Linked DNA regions of Mus musculus: regions 1, 3, 4, 5, 6 and 7 are each linked to region 2. Evidence: chromatin contacts called from public ChIA-PET, HiChIP or PLAC-seq and promoter capture Hi-C data. All regions are on one chromosome and are shown on one strand. Each heading gives the region's core, a stretch centred on a gene start, on an enhancer-like site or on the middle of the called end of the contact. The rest is flanking DNA. Distances are from core to core; before and after follow the strand shown.

Evidence for each region. Promoter capture Hi-C pulls out the DNA fragments that hold promoters and counts their contacts. ChIA-PET counts read pairs in DNA pulled down with a chosen protein or histone mark. HiChIP or PLAC-seq counts read pairs in DNA pulled down with a chosen protein or histone mark. Capture Hi-C pulls out chosen DNA fragments and counts their contacts.
Region 1: an RNA polymerase II ChIA-PET map of memory CD8 T cells shows a contact between it and region 2, with 24 read pairs. The contact joins the promoter of Ctss here to the promoter of Otud7b in region 2. A contact is called at or near these places in 4 of 39 promoter capture datasets (cranial neural crest, maxillary cranial neural crest, neutrophils and 1 more) and 2 of 115 datasets of contacts at active chromatin or transcription factors (memory CD8 T cells and pancreatic cancer cells).
Region 3: a contact with region 2 is called in a FOXA1 HiChIP or PLAC-seq map of pancreatic cancer cells. The contact joins the promoter of Mllt11 here to the promoter of Otud7b in region 2. A contact is called at or near these places in 1 of 39 promoter capture datasets (pre-B cells) and 2 of 115 datasets of contacts at active chromatin or transcription factors (kidney and pancreatic cancer cells).
Region 4: a contact with region 2 is called in a promoter capture Hi-C map of liver, with 2.8 times the contacts expected there. The contact joins the promoter of Prune1 here to the promoter of Otud7b in region 2. A contact is called at or near these places in 2 of 39 promoter capture datasets (liver and pre-B cells), 1 of 115 datasets of contacts at active chromatin or transcription factors (pancreatic cancer cells) and 2 of 9 other capture datasets (adipose tissue and liver).
Region 5: a promoter capture Hi-C map of adipose tissue shows a contact between it and region 2, with 2.3 times the contacts expected there. The contact joins the promoter of Ctsk here to the promoter of Otud7b in region 2. A contact is called at or near these places in 1 of 115 datasets of contacts at active chromatin or transcription factors (pancreatic cancer cells) and 2 of 9 other capture datasets (adipose tissue and pancreatic islet).
Region 6: a promoter capture Hi-C map of liver shows a contact between it and region 2, with 2.4 times the contacts expected there. The contact joins the promoter of Cers2 here to the promoter of Otud7b in region 2. A contact is called at or near these places in 4 of 39 promoter capture datasets (the SN4741 cell line, liver and pre-B cells), 1 of 484 Hi-C or Micro-C datasets (B cells), 2 of 115 datasets of contacts at active chromatin or transcription factors (memory CD8 T cells and pancreatic cancer cells) and 1 of 9 other capture datasets (adipose tissue).
Region 7: a promoter capture Hi-C map of liver shows a contact between it and region 2, with 5 times the contacts expected there. The contact joins the promoter of Arnt here to the promoter of Otud7b in region 2. A contact is called at or near these places in 4 of 39 promoter capture datasets (frontonasal cranial neural crest, liver and pre-B cells) and 2 of 115 datasets of contacts at active chromatin or transcription factors (memory CD8 T cells and microglia).

What each region holds. Positions count from the first base shown.
Region 1 is chr3:95,525,404-95,528,103 of GRCm38.p6, forward strand. Ctss (cathepsin S) reads left to right here and starts at 1,383. Exons shown (of 8, transcript NM_021281.3): 1 at 1,383-1,522. The coding sequence starts at 1,497.
Region 2 is chr3:96,103,079-96,105,778 of GRCm38.p6, forward strand. It overlaps Otud7b (OTU domain containing 7B), which reads left to right and starts at 1,449. Exons shown (of 12, transcript NM_001025614.1): 1 at 1,449-1,741. Gm30044 (a long non-coding RNA gene) reads right to left here and starts at 1,278. Exons shown (of 2, transcript XR_375856.2): 1 at 1,110-1,278.
Region 3 is chr3:95,227,398-95,230,097 of GRCm38.p6, forward strand. It overlaps Mllt11 (myeloid/lymphoid or mixed-lineage leukemia; translocated to, 11), which reads right to left and starts at 1,280. Exons shown (of 2, transcript NM_019914.4): 1 at 687-1,280. Cdc42se1 (CDC42 small effector 1) reads left to right here and starts at 1,027. Exons shown (of 5, transcript NM_172395.3): 1 at 1,027-1,468.
Region 4 is chr3:95,280,629-95,283,328 of GRCm38.p6, forward strand. It overlaps Prune1 (prune exopolyphosphatase), which reads right to left and starts at 1,448. Exons shown (of 8, transcript NM_173347.2): 1 at 957-1,448. The coding sequence starts at 995. It overlaps Mindy1 (MINDY lysine 48 deubiquitinase 1), which reads left to right and starts at 2,307. Exons shown (of 10, transcript NM_199475.1): 1 at 2,307-2,700.
Region 5 is chr3:95,497,793-95,500,492 of GRCm38.p6, forward strand. Ctsk (cathepsin K) reads left to right here and starts at 1,418. Exons shown (of 8, transcript NM_007802.4): 1 at 1,418-1,544.
Region 6 is chr3:95,313,832-95,316,531 of GRCm38.p6, forward strand. Cers2 (ceramide synthase 2) reads left to right here and starts at 1,359. Exons shown (of 11, transcript NM_029789.2): 1 at 1,359-1,514. Anxa9 (annexin A9) reads right to left here and starts at 1,349. Exons shown (of 14, transcript NM_001379545.1): 1 at 972-1,349. LOC115489748 reads right to left here and starts at 1,965. Exons shown (of 2, transcript XM_030252979.1): 1 at 1,926-1,965; 2 at 913-1,733. The coding sequence starts at 1,965. The coding sequence ends at 931.
Region 7 is chr3:95,433,005-95,435,704 of GRCm38.p6, forward strand. Arnt (aryl hydrocarbon receptor nuclear translocator) reads left to right here and starts at 1,386. Exons shown (of 22, transcript NM_001037737.2): 1 at 1,386-1,557. The coding sequence starts at 1,533.

The sequences.
Region 1 (2,700 bases), core at 133-2,632, 580 kb before region 2:
TAAAATATACACATGAGGGTGTACAAGATGGGTTAGCAGGCAAAGGTACTTGCCACCACGCCTGAATTCTGTCCCTAGCAGCATGACACTGGTTCCCCCCCCCCCGACACACACACAATAATTGTAAAAATAGATAAACACTTGAAACATTTTCATATGAAACATATTACACATGAGATCTAGGAATTATTTCGAAATAATCTGGGAAATGGGAGCATAAATGAAACAAGTTGGCAGTTCCAGGAGATTATTGAAACAGGAGTTCCTCACCTCACTGCCTTCTTGTTTTGTATTTTGAGGACAAGGTTTTATGTAACCCAGGCTGGCCTGAGACTAGCACTATACCTGGCCAGATGTTCTATTTCAGCATTTTAAATTTTCAGTAAAAAAAAAAAATCAGTATAAGCAAAGTAAAAACAAACAAACAAACAAAGAAAAAAACCAATGGAGAACTGTGAGAAGGCAGGCGGAGTGTACGGCACCACCAGAGACTGCTAGCCAGAACAGTAAAAACAGGCCCTGCAGATCACCAAGAAAACCGATAAATACACTAGAAACATGAGCAAAATAATTGAAAATGCAATCCTCAGAAAACTCAGTGGTCAAAAACATGGGAGAGATGCCCATTTTCATTGGTGATTAATAAAGATTCAGGTTTAAAAACCAATAGTTCATTTTACCCCAGCTGTGCCTAGAAGACCACAGTGGCAGTTGGGTGTATATCCTGGTGTGAGTAAGTGTGTGTGTAACTGTATATGTGTGCATGTGGGTATAACTGTGTGATAACTGTGCTGTATATGTATAACTATGTGTGAGATTAACTGTGAATATGTGCATAATAACCATATGTATGGATGAATGTATGTGTATAACTGTGTGTGAATATGTGAGATAACCATGTGTGTATAATTGTATGTTTGTGAGAGATAACTATGTGATAGAACTGTGTGTATAAGTGTATGTGTATAACTCTGTGTGTGTGTGTGTGTGTGTGTGTGTGTGTGTTAAGATCCTTTGAACTAAAACAAAGGAACTGATGAGTGAGTATTAGACACAATAAGTCATACATGACTTGTGTTAAAGGATAAGACAGGGCTTCCTAGGGAATCATGTAGCAACCTGAGATTTGAGGCGCCTGATCCAAATGTCTTTATAACTAAATGTTTCCATCTCAGAACCGATGTGAATAAAATGGACCACCAAAATGACACAGGGTTGGAGGAAAACTTTGTCCTGTTCTCTGCTGAGGTCATTCTATTGATGGCCTCTACCATGGAGCCCTCTGGGCAGCTCATTACACACAAACTGTCCCAAGGTGAGAAGGAGAGGGCGGAGGCAGCTGTTCTCATAAGTCTTTAAATGAAACCGAAATGAAAGTTCACTTCCTCATTGTGGATGCTTCATGTGACAAGCTCCGATTTCTTTTTAGAGTCATTTCAAGCAGCCTCCTGCTGCCAGGGACATCTTTGGAGTGAGCACCACACTTCAGGATGACCATGAGGGCTCCTGGCCACGCTGCCATGTATGTACTGTCTGCTTCTTTTGTTTTCTTCATATATGGCCTTAAACATGCTCTATCTTTTCATCAGTCAGGCCGCTGGGATTTTAAATCTTTGCTTTCAGGAAGTAAGCTGAAAACAAAAATCATGCCGCCCATTCGCCTCTTGTTTTTCTGATTAGGGAGAGTCTGTTTGAGAGATTCTTGTTGGCTTAACTGTGTGATAACTGTGTTGTATGTGGATGCGGTGAGATTTAAACCTGGGCTCCTGTGAAGCATGAGCTGAAGGCTCACACCATTTAAAAAATTCAGTTTCAGCCGAGGAGTGGCGCTTCACCCCTTTAATCCCAGCACTCCGAAGGCAGAGGCAGGCAGATCTCTGAGTTTGAGGCCAGCTACAGCCAGGGATACACAGAGAAACACTATCTCAAAAAACTAAAATAATAATAACAACAACAAAAACAATAATAATAAATCCAGTTTCAGGCAACTACTGAATTTCTGTTAAATATAGGAACGGAGCGGGCATCAGCTGTGTTTTTTAGAGGCTGGGCCTCACCTCTTAAATTTGGCGGCCTTAGAACTCGATATGAAGACCAGGCTGGCCTCAAACTTACAGTGCTCCTCCTGCCTCACCTCTGCCTCCTGAGTGCTGGGATCACAAGCGTGGGCCACCACACCTGGTGAGAAGCCTGTTTGGGGTATCTCCTCTGAAACAGATATTTGATTTGTTGGGGAGAAATGTGAAAAAGGAAAATAACCCAAGGGTGTACAAATCTAAGAGCTGGGTTGTCCTTTAGCTTCTCTGAAGGCGAGCACGGTTATTTGAGAGAGAAGGTTGAGCTGCTTGGTTGTTTGTATTACTTTGGTGTTCACGCTCAGGCCAAGGGTCTCACCCATACTAGACGAGTGTCAGACGTGGCGCTGCATCCCCAGCCTTCTCTGTGTTGCCTGGACAGGCCTGGAACTCCCTGTTGACAGTCCTCCTGCGTTGGCTTCTGAAGATGGGACTATAGGTATCCACCATTGTACCTGGCTTAGTTTTGAAATTAAATTTTAACCAATTTAAGAGAGGAGAGTAACTATACATATTAATGAGGTGCTATGTAGTGTTGCCATACACCCCCCACCCCACCCACCCACACACTATGTTGTGGTGATTTAATTTTTTTATTATTTTTGGTTTTTCGAGACAGGGTTTC
Region 2 (2,700 bases), core at 199-2,698:
AGTTAATCGATGAGTGTGAAAGCAGCTCTCAGTTTTGCAGAGTTCTGCCTTCCCACATCAGACTTAGCCAGCAGGGGCTAGTATGATCTACGGAATTCAGTGAGACCAAATCCTACCCTCTTCTCAAATTTGTCACAAAATAGTAGTTGCAATCGGTACTCCCTGGATCTTCTAAGCTCTGGCTTGCTAAGTTGCATTGTAAGTTGTGGTATCTTCCAAAGGCACCAGCTACTTTGCTTGGCTGAGACATGTATACGTGGCCTTAGGTTCAGCCCTAAACTTTCAACTCTAAACTTAAGGGTATTTTTCCAGTGGGTTTCCTGTTTCAGGTGTCAGTTCCTAGTCTGGATAATTCTGTGCTCTATCCTTCCCCATTAGAAACCAAAATTCTCAGCGAATACTGAGGAAAATGAAGAGCCAACTGCATTATGCTTTTACATAAACCCAGTGAACATAATTTTGATAATAAACACTGCCTTGAATGTGTGGATTCTAGAGATCTGAGTTAAATTTTAGGATTCATTTGGTTAGAGTATAGCATAAGCTGGGCCCATTTTTGTGTTTTCAATAAAGTAGTTCTTCTGGAAGCAGTCCATATTCCTTTACAAACATGAAAGGCTGAGATGGCTTGTTTGTGTGCTCCTAGGCACAGCTCATTGTAACCTCCGTGACATATATGTTTGTTTTGCTTTATATAAAATATTTCAGTGAATTCTATTAATACTAAATTGTTAGATTGCTGATGCTTGGGATTTATGTCTTGTTGCGTTTTCTATTTCCAGTCTTCCAGAATACAGTGCTTTTACAACAGTAGGGCTTCAATAAGTAAAGGCATTGAGTTATGCTGTAATGTTGTAAAAACACATTGACAATGTGTTTTTACAACATTAACTAAAAAACTGACTGTGGCAGGGATGTTACTAAGGGAGTATTGTTATGCAAGTGAATATAGCAAAGGGTACGTTCACGTCAAGAGTGAAGGAACAAGGGGAATGCATAGCTGGGTGGGGCTGGTTTGTAAGAAGCGATGTTCAATTCAGTCTGGTTGGTCCAGGATTGCGTGGAGTAACTAGAATTTCAACCTTCTCAAGTATTTTTATCCTTCTCACCTTTCGAAAGCTACTCCGCCAGTCTCCATTTCTTCCCTTAGGGCTGGCGCCAACTGATGCGACCCCAAAGTCTTAACAGTCCATGCCGAGCTCCCAGCTCCCGCTCAAAAGTGCCTCCGCCCGGGGGCTCGGGGACGCGAGCCAAAAACGCGCGGGGTCACGCGCCGGGCAAGCGCCAAACCGGCCACAGCCCCAAAGCGGTCCCGAGGGCGGGGCTGCTGCGGGGAGGGGCGGGGCGGGACGGGGCGGGGCCGGCCGCGCCGGGCGGGAGGAGGCCCGGGGGCGGCTAGGGTGTCACCGCCAACCCGCTCCGGCCGGAAACGGGCGCTTGTTTCCGGCCGGACGGCCGAAAGCCACCGATCCTGAACCAGCCGCTGGAGTCGGAGTGGCGACCCGGTGTGGAGGAGCCGGCGGAAAGCCATTGGGAAGAGGCCAGCTCCGGTCAGTCCCGGCTTGGCTCCAGCTCTATCTCCTGTGGAGAGCAACAGCCGCGGTCGCAGTGTCCGCCTCCGCCTCCATCGTCGTCGGGGGAGGGGCCGCTTGGACCCCGGGGTCACTGCCGAGGAATGAGGCGAGGCGGCCGGGCCCCGCGCTCCGCCCCGGCCTAGAGCCTTGCCCCGAGAGTCGCGAGGGTAACGGAGACCCCAGCCCTGACACCCTCCCCATCTCCTCCCCGCTCCTCCCGCCTCTCCAGCGCCCCAACTCTGCGTCGTCGAGCTCCACTGCTCACTCTCTCTGACGAGACTTCACCTGAAGCCATCTCCCCCTGAGCACCCGCTCTCTGCTTGGTCCCCACCTTCCTCCTTCACGCCAATCTTTCACCTGCGTCCTGCGCTCTCAGCCCTGGCCGGCGGTTCCTGTCCCTTCCCCAGCTGTGCTGGGCAGTTTGGATAGTCCCCTCTTGTCAGCTAGACTTTGGGAGACGGATGGCGGAGTTTTAGGGTGGTCTAGATGCAGCCCCCCCCCCCCAAGTAGGATAAAGTTCTTTTAAAGTCACTATAAAAGTAAAAAAGAAAAGCCAAGTTTGTTCTTAACGATAGCCAAACTGAGGTGCGTCCAGTAATGGAGGAAGGGGGGTAGGGAGGGAGGAGAGAGAGAGGGAGAGGGGAGAGAGGAGAGAGGAGAGAGAGACTGTGGTGAGTGTAGGTGTAGAAATTCTAGGGCAGGCTTATGGACTTCAGAAAAAAAAAGTTTCTGTGCGCTGATGGAAACTTTAGAAGCTGATGATGAGTAAGCTGGGGGCTGTGTGATCGCACTCTTCTCATAATTACTAGGTTAACGGTGTGGCTCCTGTTGAGATGGAATGGGATTTGTTTACTGGGCCGGCGTATTTTTAGCCTGTCGGCTCACAAGGACCAGCCCTCAGAGTCTGTCTCTCTTCTCTGGTGATAGAGTGTCAGTCTAACATAGGTGTCTTTTCTGGGCACAAGACACATGTAAAAATGGGGAAGTTGAGAGAAGCGAACTGGTGAGATTTGATCTAAGAGGTTATTCCCCCTCCCCCAAATTTTTTTTTCCCCTTAGGGAATTTTCATGACTGCAAAGCCAATCGCTAACCCGCTTTGACTTTGGCTTTCTTTATCTTTTTGTG
Region 3 (2,700 bases), core at 30-2,529, 880 kb before region 2:
TCATGTTGCTCTAGGATTTTCCTATTAGCCACAATCCTCCCCTTTTTCTAGGAGGAGCTGCAAAGACAAATCTGCTGTCATAAGTAGTTCCTGTGAGCTACACTGATTGCAGCATGCCATCGGGCAATCCCACAATGGCTCCCACCTGTCCCACCTAAAGCCTCTTTGGAGCAAAAATCTGAGATAGGGAGGAGATTGTTAAAGGTTCCAATCACTCTCAATAGCATCTCATGTTTAAAAAAAAAAAAAAGTACCCTACTCCCCAAACCTCCCTACAAGAGACAGAAAATCGAGGGGGATAGAAATACAAGGGAGTAGAGGCTACAATAATTACAGTAGGAATAAAGATTCACCAAATAACTGGTAGCAGAAATTATAGCTTGAAAAGGAAGATATAGATAACTAGACACTAGACAGAAGCCATTAGATGCACAGGGCAAAAATTATAGGAAAATGAATACATGAAATGAAGAGCTAAATGCCGAGAGATGATTACAGGTAAAGTGCTAGAAATGAATGCCTAGGTCCATGGTAAGGCATGGATGGAGATCTTAACAGATAAAAAATCTGGTAACGAATAGTAACCCATTGTTCATAGCGCCCCCTTCTCTCCTCTTAAACTGCCCCCCACCTCGGTCTCACACGGGGTCTTTCAAGCTTAAGAAGCGGTCCCTCGTCTTGGTTACCTGTTAGCAATGAATGACTAGGGTGTTCCGAAGACGGAAGGGATGCCTCAGGGGCTCGGGGGTCGGCTCTGGACTGGAGAGGAGGAGGCTGCTGAAGGAAGCTGTCGCGGATGTGACGGCTTTGTCTCCTCACGCCTTCTCCCTCGTCTGTGACAGAATCTGCCGCTGGGTCTCCCCTGCAATGCAGCCCCTCCTAGCAAGGGCGGAAGCACTCCCCGCCCCCTCTCTGCCTGACTCGGCTAATTCGAGGGATAGGTTCCGGAACACGCTATCCACCGTAGAGCCTCTCCGTCGGCTCGCACCGCACCCCCACCTCTCCAAGTACCCTCGTGCTGACTGGAGCGCATGGCTGAGCAGTTAATTGTCCTCTAACTTAGATGTATGGGTTAAAAAGTCTTCCGGTTAAACAACAGAATGGCCCTCCTTTCCCACTGTAAGGACTAAAGGGGACTTTGGGAGACTCAGAAAGGGCCCCAGCGCATCGTCCTCTCAGCGCCTGCAGCAGGTGGACAGACTAGCACAGACAGTTGGGGTGCCGCGGTTGTCCCCGAGCGCGGTGCTTGCCGCTGTCCCCGCGGGCCACGCCGTGCGCCCCGAAGCTGGGCGGAGCGCTGCGCTCCGCTCTCAGCCCCTGGGTTTCGTAATCGCGTCGCCGGCGTTTCCGCCCTCCGCCAGCCCCACCTCTGCCGGCCCGCCCTCAACTCCCCGCCGTGCCGAGAAGCAGCCAGGGGACCCGGAGTGGCGGAGCCCCCGCCCGCAGTGGGGACGCCGGGGAGCCGCAGGTAAGAGCGCCGGGCGAGCCGGGCTGCGCGCGGGCGGCGGGGAGGGGAGGGCAGGGCAGCGGGGAGGTCGCGATCACAGTACACGCGCGGGCGGCGCAAGCCACGGAGAGGCAGGGAAGCGGCGACTGCAGCGTGGGGCCGGGTGGAAGGTGCGAAGCGACAGGGGCTCCTCGCCGGCCCTCTAACCTGAGAGATCTGCTGTGCTAGAGAATCCGAAGTGGTGCTGGGCCCCGGAAGGTCTAAGCCAGAGTGAAGCAGCCACGGAGAACATTGACAGAGCCAGTACAATTCATCGAAGTTCCCATCCTGGGTCGCAGTGGGTGGGGGACGGAGCTGGAGTCTGACGGAGAATATTGGGGGAGGGGAAGAAATTAGGATCTCCTTCTGTTAACTTTTAAGTATCCCCAGCCCTTCCCTGGGGTTAGGGCAGGGTTGGTGCTCGGACAAATATCTGTAACTTGTTTGAAAATGGGGCCCATTCCTCTCTTGGGAGTCCCTCAGCAGCCCGCTATGTTTGGAGGGTCTCCACACAGGGACCAGCTGCATCCCCGGGCTTATAGCCAGAATTTGCCCACACGATTCTCAAGTCTCTTTCTCTCCAGCTGCTTCTTGCTTCTTGTGAAGGCTTGTCAGACAGCGGGTTGGAGAGGGAGGCCTTGGGGCCGGAGGCAGCGGGACCGGGAGAACCGGTTTGGGGCTACCACAGGCTCGGGGAACTACCTGTGTACATCCTTCCTCCCCACCTCTCTCCTGCTCGCCCCTCTACAGCTCTGAAGTGTGTAAGGCCCACCGGGACGATGACGGTGGTTTAGGGTTTGTCATTTCAAGTTCTGGGTTTCTGGTGGAAGTGAGAGGGGCCCTCCTGTCAAGGATGTGGCTTTCTGCGCTTTTGTCCCTGATCCCTCCTGGCTTCCTTTTTACTGTGGGGATGAAGTAGTGGGCCATGGATTCAGCATCCCACCCTCCCCAGCTAGCCAGCTCAGGCTTTATTTGTTCCCAGCCCATTCGTTGGCTGCTTTGAAGAGGAGTGACAGCCAAAGCTTAGTACTTCCTTTTCTGGCTTTGTTCCTCCTCCCCCCCCCCCCACCCCACCCCACCCCACCCCCAACTCCCGCACTACCACAGTGACCCTGGCTGGTCTTCACACTCTGACACGGGCCTCCAAGTTTCAGAGACCCTAATGTCCTAAGGGAATGGAATTTCCTGGTCACTTCTCATCATCATTGGTGGTT
Region 4 (2,700 bases), core at 198-2,697, 820 kb before region 2:
GTTTCTGTCGTTGTGGGTTTTTTGTTTTTTGGGTTTTTTTTCTCCCAGTCCAGACCTGGCCTGAACTGAAGTCTCAGCCTCCTCTGAGTTGGAACTAGAGGCCTGTGGCTACCATACCGAGCTAAGTTATTTGAAAGGAAGATGCCTATCTGTTTCTTCAGGGGCAGAGAAACTTACAGCAGGGGGCCAGGTGACTTGGAGCCTTTAAAGGGAAGAGCGACCTAATGCCACACAGCCTGTCAACACAGCTGGGCGAGTCCAGCTGGTTCAGGAAGCACCAAAAATAAGCTACAAAGAATTCAGGGCCGTGCTTATGGTTTAGATTCCAAACACACTTTGTGTTTATCCCTTACCAAGGAGGCGGTATTTTTACGTGTGTGTGTGTGTGTGTGTGTGTGTGTGTGTGTGTGTGTATGCGCACGCGCCTGCATTAACACTAAAGGAGAACACTGGAAGCAAAGGAATGTAAGTTGTGGGTCAACATATATGCCTGATGAATTATTCTGTATATTTGGCATAAAAACAAAGATTTAAAGTAAAACACCACGACCGCCTCTACCTAGGAGGGAAAAAAAAAAAAGGCAAACCGCCATTCAGAGGCAATAAAGCGGTGCACCCAGTGCCCTCCACTCCCAGAGGTTCACCTGGACCCAGTGGGCTGAAGCCCGCTTGCGGGAGGGAAACTGAGAGGGGCGGGGAGAAGGGAGAGACACACCTCGCCGGGCGAGGCTGGCGGCCGCCGCACAGGTTCTGCCGAAGGACCCGACTCAAGCAAACCAAGAGACTCCTTTCTCCGGGCTCTCCCGCCTATGGCCGAAGGGCTTGGTCCTCTAGCTCCCCCGCGTCCATCTCTGTGATCCCTCCACACCGACCGTCCGGGCTCCCCAGATCCCACACCTTCGTCCTTCCCAGACCCCACGCTGCATTCCTTTCGGTCACGGACTGGGACCCGTTACCTGCAAAGCGGCTCGACAGTCCTGCAGGTAGTCCTCCATGGTAAAGCCCGAGGTGTGCCGTTGCCCCTCAGCCAGGAGAGGTAACCCGGCAGAATGTACCCCGCCCTAGACCTAGGGTCTAGAGCCGAGAGTCAGGGGGCGGGACTCGAACCCGCCACTAAAGGGTTCGGCCTCCGAACCCCAGGAGGAAGTGCGTAATCCGGCACTCCGGGAGTCCGGCGTTGCCCCGCCCCCCAGCGGCAGAGGCTGGGTTCTGAGCCCAAAGACTCATGGGACGTCAAGGAGGAGTATGGTATATCGCGGTGCCTCCTGGGAAATGTAGTCCAGCAGCTCGTGTTTGTCCTCAAGTGAGCAGTTTTCGGAGGGCTATGACATGCAAATTGTGTATGTGTCACAATAACTCGCCTTTATGGCATCTGAACTTGCAGATAGGACTAAGTATAGTACCTTTCCATATATTACACCGAAAATCTGTTCGAGATTGATGTAAATTAATCTCTCAATTTTTTTTAAAATACAAATTCTTTCTATCTAGCCCAACCTGTCTGGAATTTGTAATCTTTCTCCTCAGTTTCCTGAATACTGGATTCACAGGCCTGGTTTGGTTAGGACTTTAAATTACAACATTGCTGTACATATTATTTATTAAAATAGCTTCCCTGGTTAGGTGTTTTTTCTTTCTTTTTTTTAAATTCTCCCCTTTACCAAACTGACAAATCGTGATCAATGTGTTTGTTCACGATAGGAAAACATTACCATAATGTTTGACTTGTTTTCTTAAAACCTACTGTCGTGCCAACTCTTCCTCCTTCTTCATAGCCTTTCTTCTACAGCCTGAGCAAATACTCCTCATTCATGGGCTGTTGCAACCGTGACTTTGCTTCCTGGGTCTCTGTTGCAACAGTTCTCTCGGCTTTCCGAGTTGCTTGAAGCCTTATCCTTTGGCCGTCACATCAATAGAGTTTAGAGGAGCCTTCAGAACCTAAGGCTGGGTTCCAACATCCCTTAACTGCCACTTGCGTGTCCCAGGGCAGACTACTTGGGGGGAAAATGTCCCTTCATCATAACATGTTCCCTCATTTTTTAATCTATCCCCAGATCGTCCTGCTTCTCGGGGAGGTGAGAAGAGGCAGAAGAGCGTCTTCCTCGCCCCCGACCAGGTACACAGCTGAACCAGTTTCATTCCTAGCCTTTCAAAAAAAGCATACGGGGAAGAAGGGAAGCCTTGGGAAAGAGCTCAGGGGCTCCAGAAAACCAGGAGTGGGAATTTTCTTTCTTATTGAACGAGTACATATGCAAACACAACGCCCTTCCGCCCTGCTTTCTTGGCTCCAGAGCAGAGGGCTGCGGCGGGCATCCAGGGAGGTCTAATCAACAGCCGCTGTCCCGCCCTGCTCCTCCGGGCTCTGCCAGGCCGCTTGCTTTTCCCGGTTCTCACCAGAGAGGCACACGCGCTCCGTCCCTTCCAGCGGCAGGCGGAGGGAAGAGAAAGGGTCTGTTGTTTTTCTCTCTTCCTTTCTGCGGCTCACCGGGCTGCTGACCGGCTCAGACAGCCCTGATGGAAATCCTCGGTAGCTGAGCAGGCCCCTCCTCCTCCTCCTCCTCTAGGGACCGCGTCCTTGGCTAATTTGTCTTTGTCCGGACAGGGGGAAAAGAGGGACAGAGAGAAGAAAAAGAAAAACCACAAACTTCCTTTGAAAGCCAGTTTGTAGGCACGGCCTGGAGCGCACGCCGGAGGCTCGGT
Region 5 (2,700 bases), core at 168-2,667, 610 kb before region 2:
GGGTGTGGTTGGCCAAGTCAGACTCTTATGATCTGTCACATGCCTGGATTTTGGGGAAGCGCTTGGAGACTCTTGTAACTGGACCTAGTTTGGGATTTTAATGATTGAGATGCAGTACTCATCAGACATTCTACCACCCGAGAGTCTAGCAGTAGAGTCCCACGTGTATCCATTAATGTAGATTCAAGTGTTGTAAATAATTAGGTGCTACATTGGGTCAGTTGTCTTTCCTTACTGTCATGTTGGGTGTTGATCCTTGGGCCTCATAATGTTAGGAAAGCCCACCACCGCTGAGTCATGTTCCTCAACCCTCTTTTAGCTTTTTGTAAATTACTTTTATCCTCCATTTAAGCAACTAGAATCTTTTTGTAAAGTTTATGTATATGAGTACACTATCTCTGTCTTCAGACACACCAGAAGAGGGTATCAGATCCCATTACAGATGGTTTTGAGCCACCATGTGGTTGCTGGGAATTGAACTTAGGACCTCTGGAAGAATAGGCAGTGCTTTTAACTGCTGAGCCATCTCCCTGGCCCTGTAGGGCATTTCTTAGTGGTTGATGGGAGAGAGCCCAGCTCACTGTGGATGGTGCCATTCCTGGGCTGGTGCCCCAGCCGTTGTTATTTTTAGACAGGATCTCACTAAATTGCCTAGAGTAGGTTGACCTTGAAAGTAAGTTCTTACTTAGAGACGTCTCACTGTATGGCTCTGGCTGACTTTGGACTCACTCTGTAGACTGTTGTGGCATTGACCTCACAGAGAACCATCCACCCCTGCCATCCAGTGTGTATGTTGAGGGGACAGAGGTGTGCCCATAGCCAGTGATGGCTTTGCTTTAGCTTCCTGAATATCTGGGATTACTGCACTGTCTCACACACGTGACTTTCTGGCCACTTTTGAACCATCTCACCTGGACTTTGTGGGCAGCTCCTCCCTTGATGTACAGCCATAATGGGTTAGAAAAACTACTCCATGCCCAGAAGCAGTTAATAGCAAACAGTCACAAAACGGTTTTAAATGTTTAAATTAGAGCCTTACATTTCTAGCCTTTCCTCCCCTCTCCCTCACTCCACCCCCATCATCTCAGAAGAGGATCTGACACAACGTTGGAAATGGTGCAGAGTAAGGAGGTGGGTCAGAACTAGATGAGTTGAAAAGATGGAAATTGCCAGTCAGACATTTTGAGGAAGAATGGAGACAACTAGGGCTGTGTTCTTAAATCTCCCACCAAAGTCTCAATTTGAATATTGTGCTATCTTATTTTTGCCCCCCAAAGTCAGTCAGATGAAACTAAACACTTAGCAGCTATCCACACTGGCATATGATACTGTATACACACATTGTGCAAATGTGTGTCCTTCCTCCCTAACCCCTCCTCCTTTTCATCCTATCCCTGACTCCCTCCCTTATCCAGATTTTCCAGCCACTGCTGGAGTTGACTTCCGCAATCCTTACCGAATAAATCTAGCACCCTTAGTCTTCCGCTCACAGTAGCCACGCTTCCTATCCGAAAAGAGCCTAGCGAACAGATTCTCAACAGCAGGTAACATTTTTAACTTCTGGATCTTTTAGCGTCTTGTTCCTACCAATTAACCTTATTTTAAGAAGAGAAAGGATATAATGAATTGGGGATCAAATAATTTAAGTTCCCTGAATAACAACATAATCCTTAGTTTATTTTCTAGCTAAATGTGTATGGAAATCTTTAGGATTTTCTATGTGAATGAATATGTGGCTGTTGGTATAATCAGAGGAAGAGGATTCTGTAAGCCTGTCTCAAGCGTGGGCTCTTTCTGAGTTCTGTTTAACTTAAGAGTTAACCAACTCCTGGGGAAGAAGAAGAATTCACAGCCACCCGCAAGCCTGTCACACCCCGGTTACTGGTGCTCTGCTGGGTAGTCTGTTGCTTTGCAAAGAGTAGATGAAATGTCGTCAGTGTTGCACAAGTCATATGATGTGCTGCTGGTGGGAAATGGTTTTTAAACTTAAGAACTTGCAATTAAGCCAACACAAGAAATTAATGGGGCCAGAGCAGATGCTGAAAAGCTGTGAGCTGTGAACTTAGGTCATTACGGAATACTGTCCTTCCATCTTCCACCTCCATTCGTGTCTGAGGCTTTCACCCTGTAAAGCAGCCACGTCGCTGTTTGGAAAAAAGAAAAGAGAAAAGAACAGCTACTTACCCGTGACATCTGGTTATGATCAGAGCTGTTTCCTGCCTAAAGGAGAGGAGGTGGAAAGAAAAAAGTGGACAAGGCAAATGAAGATACAGTGAACGTAAATACCATCAAAATGGTCCTGTCCTCTCCTGGCAAGATCTGGGTGTAGGCAAGGAAGAATACTATGCACAAAGCCTGAAGTGTACTGTAGCTAGAACTCTGGCTCTGTAACCACGCTCACTGTGCTTATTCTGTTTATGTGCACCCTTACCTGGGATACGGGGGTGGGGTGGGGGTGGCATAAGAGCTGCCGAGCCTTTCCCAGTTACTTCTACGCACTGCGGTTGCCTAAAGTGTGTGCAGTGTTGGTGGAACATACGGGAGTTACAATGATTAAGTCAGATGATCCGGCACCTCCTGAACTTCTGTCTGTTTTATGTGAGAATCACCTGCAATTCCTTGTTTTCCATATACAGCCAAGTGTGCCTGTCTCACAGTCAAATGAAGGGATTCTTGGGCATGGCTCACACCTTTAGTCCT
Region 6 (2,700 bases), core at 109-2,608, 790 kb before region 2:
GACAGCTCAGCTGTCATGTTCTTACTTACAGAGGACCCGTTTGATTCTCAGCACCCACATAGCTGCTTACAACCTTATATAACTCCAGTTCCAGGGAATCTGATATCCTCCACTGACCTTGTTGGCCACCAGACATTCGTGGAACACATGCATACATTCAGGCAAAACACTCACACACATAAATTTAAAAAGAAAAAACAAAACTATTTTATGAAGGTTTAAAAAAAAACATAGTCTCCCAAATGCTGGGACTGTGCTTGGGCATGAGATGTGAAATTGCACCAGGCAGGGTTTTGGTTTTGTTTTGTTTTGTATTTTTTTTGGTTTTTCGAGACAGGGTTTCTCTGTGTAGCCCTGGCTGTCCTGGAACTCACTCTGTAGACCAGGCTGGCCTTGAACTCAGAAATCCGCCTGCCTTTTCCTCCCAAGTGCTGGGATTAAAGGAGTGCGCCACCACTTCCCAGGGGATAGTTTTTAAAGCATTTTTTACATGGAAGAAGCTAAGCTTAACTCTCCCGGTTAAGGGTCACTTGACAACTTAGTCAAGTTCTGTCCATAATGGGAGTATGGGAGATGGGAGTTAAGGCTGCTGGGCGCTTTCTCTCTCTCTCTCCCCCCCATCCGTCCCCTTATTTATTAATTTATATGAGTACAATGTGGCTGTCTTCAGACGCACCAGAAGAGTGCATGGGATCCCAGATAGTTGTGAGTGACCATGTGGTTGCTAGGAATTTAACTCAGTATCTCTAGAACAGCAGTCGGTGTTCTTAACCGCTGAGCCATGTCTCCAACCTGCTGCTCTCTTCTTGAGGCATAGATTTTATGGGACTATTTAAGGGAAAACAGGTTCTAATACGAAACTGATCACGGCTAACCATAGTGTAGCCTGGAGTACATTTTACAAAAGGTTTGAGTAGCTCTGTTAGGACTCTAAACAGCAGGGCTGGGGGAGGGGGCATTGTGGATCTCACCGTAGGGAGCATCGGGATCTGTGCAGGGTTTTCTCCGCGTGCACCCTTCCTCTGATGCCCAGTGAAGCCGGACGATGGGATTGTAGCATTCAACCCGGGGGTAAATCATGGGCTGAGGTCGCCGACCACACCAGGGCCGCGGGGTTGGGCAGAGGCAGCCAGCTCTGAACTGCTCTGGGCTCAAGCACCAGGGGGTCCCTGACCAATGTCCGGGTGGGCCGCAACCGCGCCACTCAGAGACCCAGGCGCCCTGCGGGGCACGTGCCACCCGCCCCGTCGGGGCTCCTCCGCTCCATAGGCGCAGCGCAGGGTTCCGGGCACCGGGCCCCGCCCGGCCGCGGCCCACACCCAACTCAGCTCCGCTACTGGGCTCGGCCTGGGCTCGCCGGGGCTCGGCGGGCAAAGGAGGAAGGAGGGAGGGAGCCGCGGGCAGCGGAAGGGGGAGGAGAGGACCCGGCCCAGTCAGTGCGCACCGGCCGGGCGCTAGAAGTGGGAAACGGAGTAGCGGCGCCCGGGCCGGAGCAGCTCTGCACCGGACGCCGAGTAAGTCTGTGCGCGGGTCCGCGAGGGTGGCGGGGCAGTGACGGGCGCGGGGGCTCAGGGTGCAGCTCGGAGGGAGCGGGGCCTCCACCGGCTCATGGCGGCCGGCCTGCCGGAGGGCGGGCCGAGCGCTGCTGGAGCGGGCGATCCGGGCCCGGCTGGGGCCTCGGACCAGAGAAGGCCTGCGGGGCAACAGGTAGGGGGACTGGGGCCGGGCGCTCGCTCAGGATCCATGGTACAGACGCCCCTTTGTTAGGAGTGGAGCAGTAGCGGACCTTCGGTGCTAGAAGCCCCTGCGGGCCCGCGTGCGTCCTGGGGCCTGAGTGTGGAGGCCGAGGAGGAACGGTGGCGGCCCCTGCTGTTGCTGCTGTTGCTGCTACTGCTACCGCCGCCGCTGCCGCCTCTGTTTCTGACCCCCTTGTGCCCATCCCAAGAGGGAGGTCAGAGTGTCCATGTGCCTAACGGGAAACAGGAAGGAGTACACTCTTTAGTGTCTGTCCCGGCCCCAAAGGGCTCACATTCCTATACCGTTATGGGGCGTGTTTGGCCAGCTCTGGGTTGTAACTTGCTAATTACAGGCCCAGAGGCCCTCAAGTTAGTTGGCTACCTGCAGGTGGGTGGCATTTCTTTTTAGCCTGAGCTTGGGAATTCCTGTGCCTAAGCTGCACTCCTGGCATCCAAACCAGATCTCACTTATCCGAGTTTCCAGCCTCAGCTGTCAGGGTGTTCTAAGCGCTGTGAGGTCTGGAGTGAGCCGGTCTTCCCCAGAACTGAGTTAGGGAAGGCCTCCCCCAGAAATTACTTCTGTTTGTGTGAGAGCTGGGGTAGGGGGTCACTTCCCATCCCAGAGCTAAGGTGACTGTCTTGCATTTGTGATGGGGCCCCTAAGGTCAAATATTCCGTTCCTTAGGTCTTGTTTCTGGCCACATAGTGCCTAATTTCTAAGGGGTGTGGTGTGGTGTGCTGTGTGTGTGAACTAGTTCTGGTGCCTCTATTCTCACTGGAGCCTCTGACTAGGTTTCTCTCTGTCGCTGGCCACAGGGAGACTGACATTGTACAGTTCCTTTCAACACTACCCCATTTGCCGCTGCTACTTCAACCTACTGGCCTCTCCCTGTCTCTGGAAGGCATATTCTTATATAGTGTTTGGGGTTGGAGCAGGGAAGTTTGTGAAACATCCCAGAGAAGC
Region 7 (2,700 bases), core at 136-2,635, 670 kb before region 2:
GACTTTGGGTGTTAGTTTCATTCACTTTGCTTCTCACTACTGGATTAATTTGCAAGGTGGCCTTTGTTTCATGTCTTTGGTTTTTGTTTGTTTTTGAGATAGTGTCTTTCTATATATAGCTCCTGCTGTCTTAGAACTCACTATGTAGACCAGGCTGGCATTGAACTCAGAGAAATTGGCCAGTCTCTGCCTCCTGAGTACTAGGATTAAAGGCATGCATCACTATGCCTGGATCTGTTTGTAGTTCTTTTTTTTTTTTAAATATATATTTTTAAGATTTATTTATTTATTTTATGTATATGAGTACACTGTAGCTGTACAGATGGCTGTGAGCCTTCATGTGGTTATTGGGTATTGACTTTAGGACCTCTGCTTGCTCCAATCAACCTCGCCCACTCCAGTTGGTCGGCTCACTCAGTTCCTGCTTTCTCTGGCCCAAAGATTTATTTATTATTCTAAATAAGTACACTGTAATTGTCTTCAAACACACCAGACGAGGGCGTTAGATCTCATTAGGGGTGGTTGTGGGCCACCATGTGGTTGCTGGGATTTGAACGCAGGACCTCTGAAAGAGCAGTCAGTGCTCTTACCCGCTGAGCCATCTCTCCAGCCCCTGCTTGTAGTTCTTGATTTGTAAAATTATAGAATTTATCTCACAGTGTTTTGAGTCGACATTGTCTGTTCTGAATTGCTCAGTTCTTATAATTAGACATTACGTCTGTGTGTTTACTACCTTGTCATTTTAAAAAAACTTGTGACATAGGACACCTCACTTTTGGAGGGCAGAGAAAGGGACTAGTTTCATTTTGTAGTACAGACTGGTCTTTGCATTCTGAGTTCTGGAATACTTGTTTAATAAAAATTCTTTGTTCGTTGTCTCCATTTCAAATGTTGGCATCTTTGGTACCACGTAATCACCCAGCTTTTTCCTACCAGCTTCAGAGCCAACTCTTAAGAATTAGTTATCGGACTTTTACTAGTGACAAAAGTTCATAAAGAAAAAACAACCTAGAATGGATTAGTGATCCCTGTGTTAGAACCTATAAAGAGGGTTTGCATAACAAATCGTCTGTAGGAAGCATATGCTGATGAGCCCACTAAGAAAGAAAACATTTTAGTAAAATGCTCGTTTTCTTTGCATTTCACTGACGTCAATTTGGTTATGAATCTCTGACGCCGAGAAGGCCGGATTAGGGAAACAGCTGGTTGGCTTCCTAGCTCAGGCTTCCTAGCACTCCTCGGGTCACCGGACTCACTGGCCGAGTCACTAGCCCGGCCTCTATGGCGACTTACTGTTTCTATTGGCCAGTTCTCCCAGGGAGGCTGTCTGGAGACTGACCGCGCCCATAGTTTGGGGCGTGTCTTCTGCCCAGGATGGGGAGGGGGGTGGGCGTCCGCCATCTTGGATTCCGCGGTAGCGGTGGCGGCGGTAAGGTGCCTAATCTGCGGAGTGGCTCTTCCCTCCCCTCCCCCAGCTCGGTGGCGGCTGCCCCTCCCACCGAGGGTGGCGCAGGGACGGTGCCATCTCGACCATGGCGGCGACTACAGCTAACCCAGGTGAGGCGGCAGAAAGGACTGACAAGTGCGGAGAGCCAGAGCAGAGCAGCAGGGCCGTGGCGTTCGGGTGTTGGGGGAGGGGTGTCGAGGAGGCGCCCTGCCCGGAGGACCTGGGGAACGGGTGACGGGTGTTTGGGGGCTCCGTGCCCCAACTTCTGGAGTAGTGGTGGCGCTTGGCCAGCGTCTCCACTCTGCCTGCGGTGTTAGGGAGTGTTGTGGTCTTTTAACCCTCTGCCAGCTGATGTTCCCCTGATGCCTAGTAAGTAACTGGGCAAACTGACTTGGTGTAACTGCGAGCGTAAACTGGGCTATAGACGGGGCCACGTTGACGTTTTGCAAAGTCTTGCTTGATTCTACACTTGGTTTACATTTAAATGGAAAACTTAGTTCTTTGAGAATCTGCTCAGATTCTTGTAACTCCTATACTTTGAAATTTAGGGTTTTAGCGTAGTTATTAGTGTCTTGCTGCTGAAGGCAGAGGTTTGGGTAATGGTAATAGTTCAGGACAGGTCTTTAGTCCAGAACCCAGGTTTAAATCTTGTTAGGTCGAGGTGGAGCAACTCCTGTTCTTTCAGAAAAATGTCCCGCGCCATTTGTCTGTGGACGTCCTCTTGCTTGTTTGTCTGTCTGTCTCTGTCTCTCGTTCATCTTATTTTGAGTCTTGTCTCATTCCAGCCCCCGGTTGACTTTGGATCACTGCAGTCTCCCTCTCAGTCCTTTCTACTGTATTCAGTTACATCTTAGGAAGTATTTCATTTTAGTTGGGCTAATTTACCTTGTTATTTTCCAACAAAGTAAATCCATCATTTCCCAGAAGTCTGTATCATCGAAGAGTTTGGAGGGAGGGTTGTGTAATATTGGTCTCTGCTATTTCACATTGAACTTTTAAATTTTATCTTGTTAATGTACTATATTACAGTAACAGGGTACACACACGTATGTATATACATACACACAATAGCTGAAACACTGGGAAATGTATTGTTTTCCCATTATTTTTGGAAACAGCCTTTTTTTTTAAGAGAGAGAGAGAGAGAGAGAGAGAGAGAGTCCTAGAACTTATATGTAGCCCAGGTTGGCTTCAAATTCATGTGTCAATATCAACTTTAAAAAAAATATTTTTAAGCTTTAGAAATTATGTAT